Linked DNA regions of Mus musculus: regions 1 and 3 are each linked to region 2. Evidence: chromatin contacts called from public Hi-C and HiChIP or PLAC-seq data. All regions are on one chromosome and are shown on one strand. Each heading gives the region's core, a stretch centred on a gene start, on an enhancer-like site or on the middle of the called end of the contact. The rest is flanking DNA. Distances are from core to core; before and after follow the strand shown.

Evidence for each region. Hi-C and Micro-C count contacts between places; a contact is called where the count stands out from the background. HiChIP or PLAC-seq counts read pairs in DNA pulled down with a chosen protein or histone mark.
Region 1: an H3K4me3 HiChIP or PLAC-seq map of forebrain shows a contact between it and region 2, with 7 times the contacts expected there. The contact joins the promoter of Commd5 here to the enhancer-like site in region 2. A contact is called at or near these places in 9 of 39 promoter capture datasets (the 3T3-L1 cell line, cranial neural crest, embryonic stem cells and 5 more), 1 of 15 datasets of contacts at CTCF or cohesin (embryonic stem cells), 5 of 484 Hi-C or Micro-C datasets (cortical neurons, embryonic stem cells and palatal mesenchyme) and 19 of 115 datasets of contacts at active chromatin or transcription factors (the NIH/3T3 cell line, T-cell acute lymphoblastic leukemia, VIP interneurons and 11 more).
Region 3: a contact with region 2 is called in a Hi-C map of liver, with 1.8 times the contacts expected there. The contact joins two enhancer-like sites.

What each region holds. Positions count from the first base shown.
Region 1 is chr15:76,898,372-76,901,711 of GRCm38.p6, reverse strand. Commd5 (COMM domain containing 5) reads right to left here and starts at 1,771. Exons shown (of 2, transcript NM_025536.2): 1 at 1,720-1,771; 2 at 415-1,360. The coding sequence starts at 1,307. The coding sequence ends at 633.
Region 2 is chr15:77,365,999-77,369,176 of GRCm38.p6, reverse strand. No RefSeq gene overlaps it. Among named protein-coding and RNA genes, the nearest start is that of Gm41353, 8.5 kb to the left of the region's middle. Within about 2 kb of position 1,481, at least 195 of the 459 cell types and tissues checked have an H3K27ac peak or open chromatin away from gene starts, as enhancers often do. A contact at or near this core is called in the NIH/3T3 cell line, VIP interneurons, cortical neurons and 12 more, where this site is marked.
Region 3 is chr15:77,831,041-77,833,985 of GRCm38.p6, reverse strand. The region is part of intron 1 of Myh9 (myosin, heavy polypeptide 9, non-muscle); the gene reads left to right. Among named protein-coding and RNA genes, the nearest start is that of Myh9, 9.7 kb to the left of the region's middle. Within about 2 kb of position 1,390, at least 106 of the 459 cell types and tissues checked have an H3K27ac peak or open chromatin away from gene starts, as enhancers often do. A contact at or near this core is called in liver, where this site is marked.

The sequences.
Region 1 (3,340 bases), core at 522-3,021, 470 kb after region 2:
GGGACTTGAACCCAAGTCCTCTTTGCAAGGGCAAGTGCTCTTCACTGCTCAATCAATCCTCCGGCCCTGTTCTCATGTCTTAATATTTAAAATATGTATTTAATGTTATATATACCAAACATTATTTAATGCATATTTAGTATTTGTAATGTCTTCCCCCCACCCCCTCTGATCTTTCCACTAGGATGTCAGCTTCAGGAAAGCAGGAATTTAGGGCAAAAGAATAAACACGTCCGCAGCAAAGCACAGGACTTAGGAAAGCAAATGGGCAGAGTTCAGCCATGCTGAGCAACCATGTTGTATGTTGTAAGAGATCTTCATCTGGACTTAGCTCTGCACATCGTCTCATCCAGGAGCACAGCTGGGGAAGGGACAGGTAGGTTTAATTCCCTAATAGAATAACATGTTTTTAATAGTTGCTTTACCTCTTTAATTCGAAACTGAGCCTCACTACGTAAAACCCAGCCAGGCCGGCCTTACATTTCACATTCTCCAGCCTCAGCCCAGCTGTTTACTTGTAAAACAAAACCCAAAAGTCCCAGCTGTCTTTTCACTTAAAATATGTTCTTACATCCTCATCACCAGTGCGGCTGGGTTCTGGTACCAGCTTCAGCACCCCACAGTACCAGGGTTCAGTCCTGCAGTTTGCGCTCACACTTTCTCTCCAGCTCTGCCATCTCCTTAAGGACCAACGCCACGCTGTAGCGCAGCTCCTGGAATTTGGCTATGGGCACCTCGAAGCGGTGTGCCGATCCATCTGTGAGCTTCAGCTGCATGAGAACACTCGGTTGCAGGGAGCGGGACTGAGCACTGGTTGAGATGGCCACATCCACCCGCCACCGGAAATTCGACACACGAGGCAGCGAGGATCCCTGCTGCTGGGCTACAGAGTCGAGAAGAGGGCGTTGACTCCCAAATGCCAAACTGGCCAGATCTCCAATCATATCTTGGGGAATGCCAAGTTCCTGGAGTTCGTCCTGGAAGGCATCTGGTTTCAGACTGGCAGGGGGCAGCCGGAGAGCCTGCTGGAGCAGGGTGTGTGTGCCCGCCAGCAGGACGGCCAGACGCTCCTCTGACAGGTTGGCGCTGGCACCAAGGTGCTGCACGGCCTCTCTGCAGTCTTTCCCATGGAGGGCCCCGACTACGAGTTTCAACAACTTTCTGAAGGTGCTCCTGTCTAAGTCCTTCAAGAGCTGGGCCACTGCCGTCACTTCTGCAGAGGGCTGGGAACCCAGGAAACTGACCCGGCCGCTGTGACTGTCAGTTGGATGGTGTAAGTATGGAGCCGCAGCCCCCAACGCAGACATCCTTCCTTTCCCTTTCTTGACCAGGCCGGAGAGAAGGTACTAACCACAGTAGCCTGGAGAGGTGAAGGAGAGACAAGTGACTTCCTACTCGGGAGCTTCATGTACTAAAAACTGGGGGTGGATGAGGGGCTCCCACCCGCCTGTCTACCAAGGATAGATAGCAAATAGGATGCATGCTTTGGAGGTGGCCCTGAGACCTTGCGGCAAAGGAGCCCGCCTGAGTCTAGCAGAAGGGAGGCGTCCCGGAGATTTAACAGTTGGCAGGGAAAAGAACCAAGAAACTGAAGCGCGCACCAAAATCCTACATAAATAGGGAACGAGGACCCCCCCAAACCCTGAATCCTCATCATAGCTCTGGAAGACCTAAATCACACATTACAAATACAAACTAAGCCTTGAACGCCCTCTGCACCTGGAGGAAGCTATCCGCAGGAGCTGGCTGTGGCTGGCAGCAGCTGAAACTTGGCCGAGTCTCAGGAAGTGCCACTTAGACACTTCCGGGCCGCTCTAGGAAAGCGCGACCGTGGCTCTCTGTGGTCCCGGGAGCCGAGCGCATGCGCCGCCCGGTCGCTTGCCTTCTAACAGTGTTTTGGGAAGCGAGAGGAAAGTTCAGTTAGCTTCCGTGTGGGATGCATGGATTCTGCTGGCCTGTGCAGCCCCATGTGAAGAACAGACGTAAGAATTATTGTGGTTGATGCCAACGAATTGCATATTTTAAAATACTTAGATGGTCTAGGCGGCGGCCCACGTCTTTTAATCCGAGCACTAGGAGGCAGAAACAGTTCAAGGTCAGTCGGGTCTACACAGAGTTCCAGCACAGGCAGCGCTACATACCCTGTCTCAAACAAACAAACAAACAAACCCAAACAATTTCAATAAACCAAACAGAATTCCCCGCAGAAGTGGGGGGGGGGGGTAAATTTGTGTGGTATATGCATTATAGCCCCAAGAAGCTTTTGGGGTAGGTGATTAATTTTGCCGGCAAAGTCTGGACGTTTTATCAAGGATGGTATGAATGGCTAATGACCCAGCCCTGGTGATATAAGCGAGTGATCGGAAGAGCCTGGGACAGGATGATCGCAAACCCAAGGCAGGGCTAATCTGGGCTCCAGAGTGAGTTCAAGGTCAACCTGAAGAACTTGGTGTGTTGCTTCATCAGAGATTGGAGGAAGTTGGGCGTTATGGTGTACACCTTTAATTCCAACACTTGGGAGGCAGAGGCAAAGAGATCTCTGTGAGTTCTAGGCCAGTCAGGGCTACACAGAGATTCCATCTTAAATAAATAACACACACAGACACACACACACACACACACACACTTCCTAAGCAGCCAAAATTAATTTCGTGATATAGCAGAAATATAATGGTTCCAGAAGCTCTAAGTGTTGATAGGACCATGTTCTTGAGCCCCTTGCAACATTAGCTTGCAGCCAAACATCCTTGACATTCCTTAGCTTGGATATATCACTCTAATCTCTGTCTCCAGACAGACTGCTTCTGCTCCTGAATGCTGGAATTAAAGGCATGTGCCATGCCACCACTTCCTGGCTCACTGCCTCCATCTTTAGGTGGGATTTCGACTTTCCTGTAAGCATTCTCATGACTTCACTTACCAGGACCATTGTTCCAAATAGTGTCTCATTTACTCTCAGGTTCCGGAGATCTTAGGACTCCAGGATATCTTTTGAAGAACAAAATTCAACCTATATCTAATATATGTTCATAAAAGCCTTTTGTTTGGGGATCTTTTTTTTTTTTTAGCGAAGGGGATGTGCATTTCTGTGTGTGCTCACGTGTGTGTGGGTACACATGTATGTGTAAATGCATGTGCATATGTGTGCATGTGGAGACAGAGGTCACCATGGCTGGTGGCATTTTGTTTGTTTGTTTGTTTTTCCGAGACAGGGTTTCTGTGTGTAGCCCTGGCTGTCCTAGAACTCACTTTGTAGACCAGGCTGTCCTGGAACTCAGAGATCCACTTGCCTCTGCCTCCCGAGTGCTGGGATTAAAGGCATGCGCCACCACGCCCGGCG
Region 2 (3,178 bases), core at 232-2,731:
ACCAACCTGGACCCCTGCACTGGCTCACTGAGCCTATGCTGCCTTTGACTGGCTCCCCTGGGCACATGAGTTCCTGTGGGGTGTCGGGCAGCAAGTCCTTCCTGTTCTTCCTGTACAGTCGCTGCCCCTCCACCCAGGCATTTCTTTCAGATTCTGTCACCTCAGGCCCCGCTGGGACAGAGGGTGGTGTTCACGCACGTCTGGCTGGAGTGAACACAGGTGCGTTCTTTACCTGTCGCTAAGCAGAGGATTGACTTTGCTTGGAGGGCCTGTGCTCAGGTGTGGGCAAAGGTCAGCTGTAGCGGGACCAAGATAGACAGACCACAAGCATCCTTGTCCAAGCTCCCTTCATAGTCCTTCTCCGGTCCTGATCCCTGATCCCTGCTATCTGATTCCTGACCCTTAAGTGGACCTGCCCTCATCCTATTCAGCGGGGTTCCTGCTTATTCATTTATTCTTTGCCCAGGCAAGAACAGAAGTGGCAGAAGTCCCTAGGAACCAACTCCCTCAAGGCATTTTCTCCTCTTCCCAACCCCCACCCCCTTCGTTTCTTCTTTGCCTGCTTCTTCCTCTTGCCGTTTTTCTTCCTCGTTCTTGCTCCATCTCATTTTCTCCCCATTCCCTTTCCAATTCATACAAAGTCTGTGTGGCTTTTGGAGTCACGGGGAGATGGCCTGCCTTTGGTTGCCAGCTGCAGGGCCCGTTCTCAGCAGTCAGAGCCACGGCTGCCGGAGCAAACACTGTCAGCTGAGGCCAGCCACAACCACAGTATGCCCTTCCCTTGTTGATCAACCTTGGATGCCGCTCACGCACGTCGTGTCCACACGGGGGCGCTCCAACAGTGCTTCTCTGGCGTCTCTGGCCTTTCTAGTCTGCATTTTTTTTCCTCCTGGTTAGTGGGAGGAGCACTGGTTTCCTTTCCAGTCTTAGTCGTCTGGCTGCACGAAAAGAGCCTAGGCCCATATGTTCCTTGAGTAGTATTTCCTCTAGCAAAGGCTACACATCCAAAGAGCCCTTAGATTTTTTTTTTGTTCAGATTTGGGTGGAATTCAACAAATTCCCTCAGATATCCCTCCCTATTGAAAAAATTTTTAATTTCTTCTTTTTTTTGTTTTTTGTTTGTTTGGTTGGTTGGTTGGTTGGTTTGGTTTGGTTTGGTTTGAGACAGGGTTTCTGTCTAACACCCCTGGCTGTCCTGGAACGCACTATGTAGACCAGGCTGGCCTCGAACCCACAGAGCTCTGCCTGCCTCTGCTTCTGCCTCTGCCTCCTGAGTGCAGGATTGTAGGCATGCATCATCATGCCTGGCTTTTCTACTTAATTTCATTTTATATGCATGGGTGTTTTGCCTAGATATATATCTGTGCACCACACACTTGCCTAGTGCCAATGGCACTTCTGCCTCCAAAGGTCCACCCAGGTGACTTGCCTCTGCCAGCTAGGCCCCACCCCCCGGAAAGGTTCTGCTTACCAAGCTTGGAAATCACAGTTTTGAGCTGGAATAAAATGAACTAGAGGCCGGGCGGTGGTGGCGCACGCCTTTGATCCCAGCACTTGGGAGGCTGAGGGAGGCAGAGGCAGGGGAATTTCTGAGTTCGAGGCCAGCCTGGTCTCGAGTTGAGTTCCAGGACAGCCAGCGCCACACAGAAAAGCCCTGTCTCAAAAAAAAAACAAAAAAACAAAAACAAAAACAAAAACAAAAACAAAAAAAGAGCTAGAAAGCAAGCTTGTAGTATTAACAGAACGTCCACACGAGGGCGCCCACACACTTTTTAAAAGATGCTTTGGATGAAGCCGGTCCCCAGAGGGACCAGGAATCTGCGCGGCAGGGCTGAGCCTCCCTCCGGGCCTTCGCTCCACAGCCTTCTCCCTCTGAGGATTTCCTTGTTGGTTTTCTTGTTTGCTAGGGAGAGATTCGGTTACCCGTAAGGGGTCTTAGAGCCATGGCCCATGGCTAGGAGACGCAGTAGACGTATTAGAAAGATGAGTTGAGCAGGCAGGCATAAACCTGAGCCTTTCGGAGGGCTTCCTCCTCATTCCAGTGTACTAGTTGAGAAATCCGACATTGCTCCCTCTGGTACTGACTTTGTCACGTCCTCCCACAGGACGGGAACTGCCCGCCTCTGGGCCAGCTGGGTGGCTGCATTCACTGTCCAGGCAAGGCGTCTGAGCTCTGGAGCTGTGGCCTCCTCCTAACGCTCTCACACATCAGTCAAAGCCTTCCTCTTCTGTGTCAAGGACTTCAAGCTTCTTGGCTCGTTCTTCCCAATTCCTCCCGGCTTCCACCCCACCCCCACCCCTAGATGCCTGGTTCAGTTTTCCATTAGCATCTGGCAGAAGGCGGGTGGAGGAGGAGCTGGCCGAATGTTTAAACTGGTTACCACATGGCTTCTTGGAGCCAACGATACTGCTACCGGGAGACACAGGGAGAGCCTCCCCAAGCTCCAAGGCCAGTGTCTGCGGCAGGATCAAACACCAAAGGGTTTCTGCACTGGGCTGGAGACAGGAATTCACTAAACTGTCTTCAGTCTTTCTCTCTCTCTCTCTCTCTCTCTCTCTCTCTCTCTCTCTCTCTCCCTCCCTCCCTCTCTCTCTCTCTCTCTCCCCCCCACCATTCCCCATGCCCATGCCCATCTCTATTTTAAGACGGACTAAATTGCCCAAGCTGGTCTTGAACTCATTCTGTAGCCCAGACTAGTCTTGAGTTCATAATCCTCCTGCTTCAACCTCCACAGTAGTGGGATTACAGACAGTCCCAGATGAAGTTTCCTAACACTGGTCAATCTGAGCTCACTTCATCCTCTGTGCCTGTTGATTGCCACAAGAAGCCCAAGACACAGGAGGGGTGCAGGGCAGAATTTGGGGAGCACAGCTGTATTCAGAGCCTCCTTGCCTGCATTGGAGTAACTTGTGTGCTGAGAAGACATGCACACACAAACACACACACACAGACCAGGCAATAGGACCACGGGACAATGTGGGGACACCAGCATTCATGTGGGGGCTGTAGCTGTGGATATTGAGACAAGGCAAAGGTTTGAGGCTGCTGGAAAGAGACTGCTCTGTTCAGCTCTCCGTGCTGGGAAAGATACGACTGTTACTCAGGCTTCCCGAGGTTAGTAAGTGTAACAACTGTCTCTCCCTCCCTGCCTTTTCTGTTCTGTGAGACCTCTGCTGC
Region 3 (2,945 bases), core at 141-2,640, 460 kb before region 2:
CGGTGTGCTGGCTCCTCCCATGTCTACCATTAATCAACAAAATGCCCCACAGGCTTGCCCACCGGCCAGTCTGGGTTGGTGGCGATTTTCTCAGGCTGACATAAAAGCAGCCAGCACAGGAGGATGTGACTAGAACAGAGTAGCAGCCTAAGTCTTTGGGTGTCTGAGTTGAGTCCTAGCTTGGCTAGAGAGAACGGTTAGATTTTATTGAGCACCTATGTGCAGCAGGCCATGTGCTGTTTGTTGAGTTCTTTTCTTGCCCCCAGGAAGTAGAAACTCATTCATTTTGCTGATGAGGTCGCCTTACAGAGATTCAGACTGGGGTGTGGGGTGTGTGTGTGTGTGTGTGGAAGGGTGGGTCTGCTTCTGCTCCTGTGTCCTTTCAGACAGCCTTCATTGTAGGTACACATAGCCTCGTTTGCAAAGAGGGTGGACTGGTCTCCTTAGCTTTCTCCTTCTTGAGCTGTGAGCTCACTAAAGACTATCATCCCCATCGTTCCTGGCCACTCACTGAGGCCTCCTGTGCCCATGGTGTTTATTATAGCTACTTTTCTCATGAGTGTGGAGTTGGAGGTGGGGTGGGGCAGGTGAGAGGACCATGACTGCCAGCATGAATTCAAGCCCAGGATGACTTTGCAGCTGTGGGACCCAGTGGTCCCTGCTTTCTTAACAGGTGAGCTCTTGCCTATGTATTATATACTATTCATTCCTTTGTCTCCATCTGCCCTCCTGTCCAGCCCTAGTTACTCAGTAACCACACCAGATAACATGGGCTTCCCAGGCACAAAGATGGACCCCAGGGCCAGGTGCTGAGAGGAGAGAGCTTCAGGAAGTGTGGTTTCTGTTTGTAGGGGCTGATACTCTTTTTTTTTTTTTTTTTTAAAAGATTTTTTTATTTATTATATGTAAGTACACTGTAGCTGTCTTCAGACACTCCAGAAGAAGGAGTCAGATCTTGATCTTGTTTCAGATGGTTGTGAGCCACCATGTGGTTGCTGGGATTTGAACTCCGGACCTTCGGAAGAGCAGTCGGGTGCTCTTTCCCACTGAGCCATCTCACCAGCCCGGGGCTGATACTCTTTAGCTCATACAGGAGAGCAGGCCTTAGGGGGGGTCTGAGAAAGCAGCCTAGAGGAAGTGGCACTTGAGCTGACTGCAGAATCCACACAGGGCACGACGTGCCCAGGGAGCAGGGTTGGGACCTTGCTCAGGCATTTTCGCTTTGTTGAGGAGTGATTCAGATTGTGGAAGGTTCTGTGACTCACACTGACTGGTGAAAGGTTTCCTCTCTTGTAGGCCCTAGCCTTTTCAGAGCCTAAGGTAGCCTGTGGAGACCTGCTCTCCTTGAACCCTTTTCTGGTAAGTAGAGTGCTCTGTTCCACTCCCAGGTCGTTAACTTCTGACTGGGTGCTGGGCAAGCTGCCGGTGTCCTCTGGTTGGGAGGTCAGACATCATGTTATTCCCAGGCGAAGGACTTGAGGTGAGACATTTCACGGAGAATTGTGAAACACCATTGCTACTGAAAACAGTGTCCTATTAAAGTTCGGAAGAGAAACTAGGAGCCTGTTTGCAGCACAAACATAAGCTGGCAAGAAGCACCACACCATTGAAGTTTTTGGGTTTCCTGCACATATAAGTACCCATTCATGTGTGTACATGAACACGCATACGCATGCACACACCGGCATGCACTTCACCAGATCCCAGGCACAATGGTACTGTGTACACTTGAGTTCTCAAGCAGTGCTGCAATCTGAAGTTTCCTGTGTTGCAACATTCTTCATACTGGGTATTTAATGACCATGTTATGGTCCACTGAGGGGAGGAACTATTATTTACATTGTCAGAAAATACCGTGAGCTTTATTGTCTCTAAAAATGTAATCACTCAGTGAGTATCTAAGCATCTATTGTAGGTCTTGTACAGAGATGGTTGTACATCAAGATGCAGGGTCTGAGATCACTGGGCTGCTCCCTGGGCGCAGGTCTAGTCCTAGGAACATGTTCACTGCCTTCTGGTGTTGGTGTTGTGGCTTGAGACATGGGGGTTTGTAGAGATGGGACTCCTGGGTGCCCAGCCCGGTTCATTGAAAGCTGGTAAAACCACTTTGTCATTCACAAGCTGTCAGGAAGCTCAGGAACTGGAGCCAAGAGCTGCGAGATCTTTCCAGGCTCTGTGTAGGAAGGCCTTCCACCTGCTCCCTCCCAATTCTACCTGTCTCCTATCTCCTGTGTATACCAAAGGCCTGGGTCAGGAAACCCATCTGGAAGAGGTGAAAGACCAAAAGTCTCTAAGGGGCTTTGTTCACAGGGTTGTCTCTGTTGAGGATGCTACTGAGCAGGAAGGAGACTCCCGAGGGTAGGGAGAAAGGGGGAGGAAGGAAGAGGGGATAGGGTTCCTCCTAATGAGGGTGGGGAGGTCTGGAAACATCTAGACACCTTGCCAGGGGCCCAGGTCTCAGTTGAGGCCTTGCTGAGATGTTGTAAGAATTGTAGCAATAAGTTGCAACAGTTTGGCTTTGTTGTAAAAAAAAAAAAAGGAAGTTTCAGAATCCTTGTTGCAGCTTTGGATCTTTATCTGTAGTGGGGGAAGTCTTTGCAAGGTACCTGGGTACCGGGATGGTGGGTCTCTACCTTCATCAGAGAGGGCAGCCTTGTGCTTTGCTCTCTCTGGCCCCTCCCCTCAGTTCCTACTCCATCCAGCTCAAGGTTTTCTGAAATGTTTGGTCTTCTTAGAGAGCAGGAGAGGTAACTTGTTGCTTGGGAAGGAGCCAGAAGCATGTTGCCACCTGCCTCGCTGGGGAATGAAGTGGGCTGGGTGGCCCCAGAAATGCTGATGGGGCTCAGGCATTGCAGGCTTTGCATACCTTCCTGGGTCTCTCTCCACCAGGCAGGTTGTATTTCCATCAGCCCCAGACTTCTTGGGTTTGAAGTTTGTCATGGATC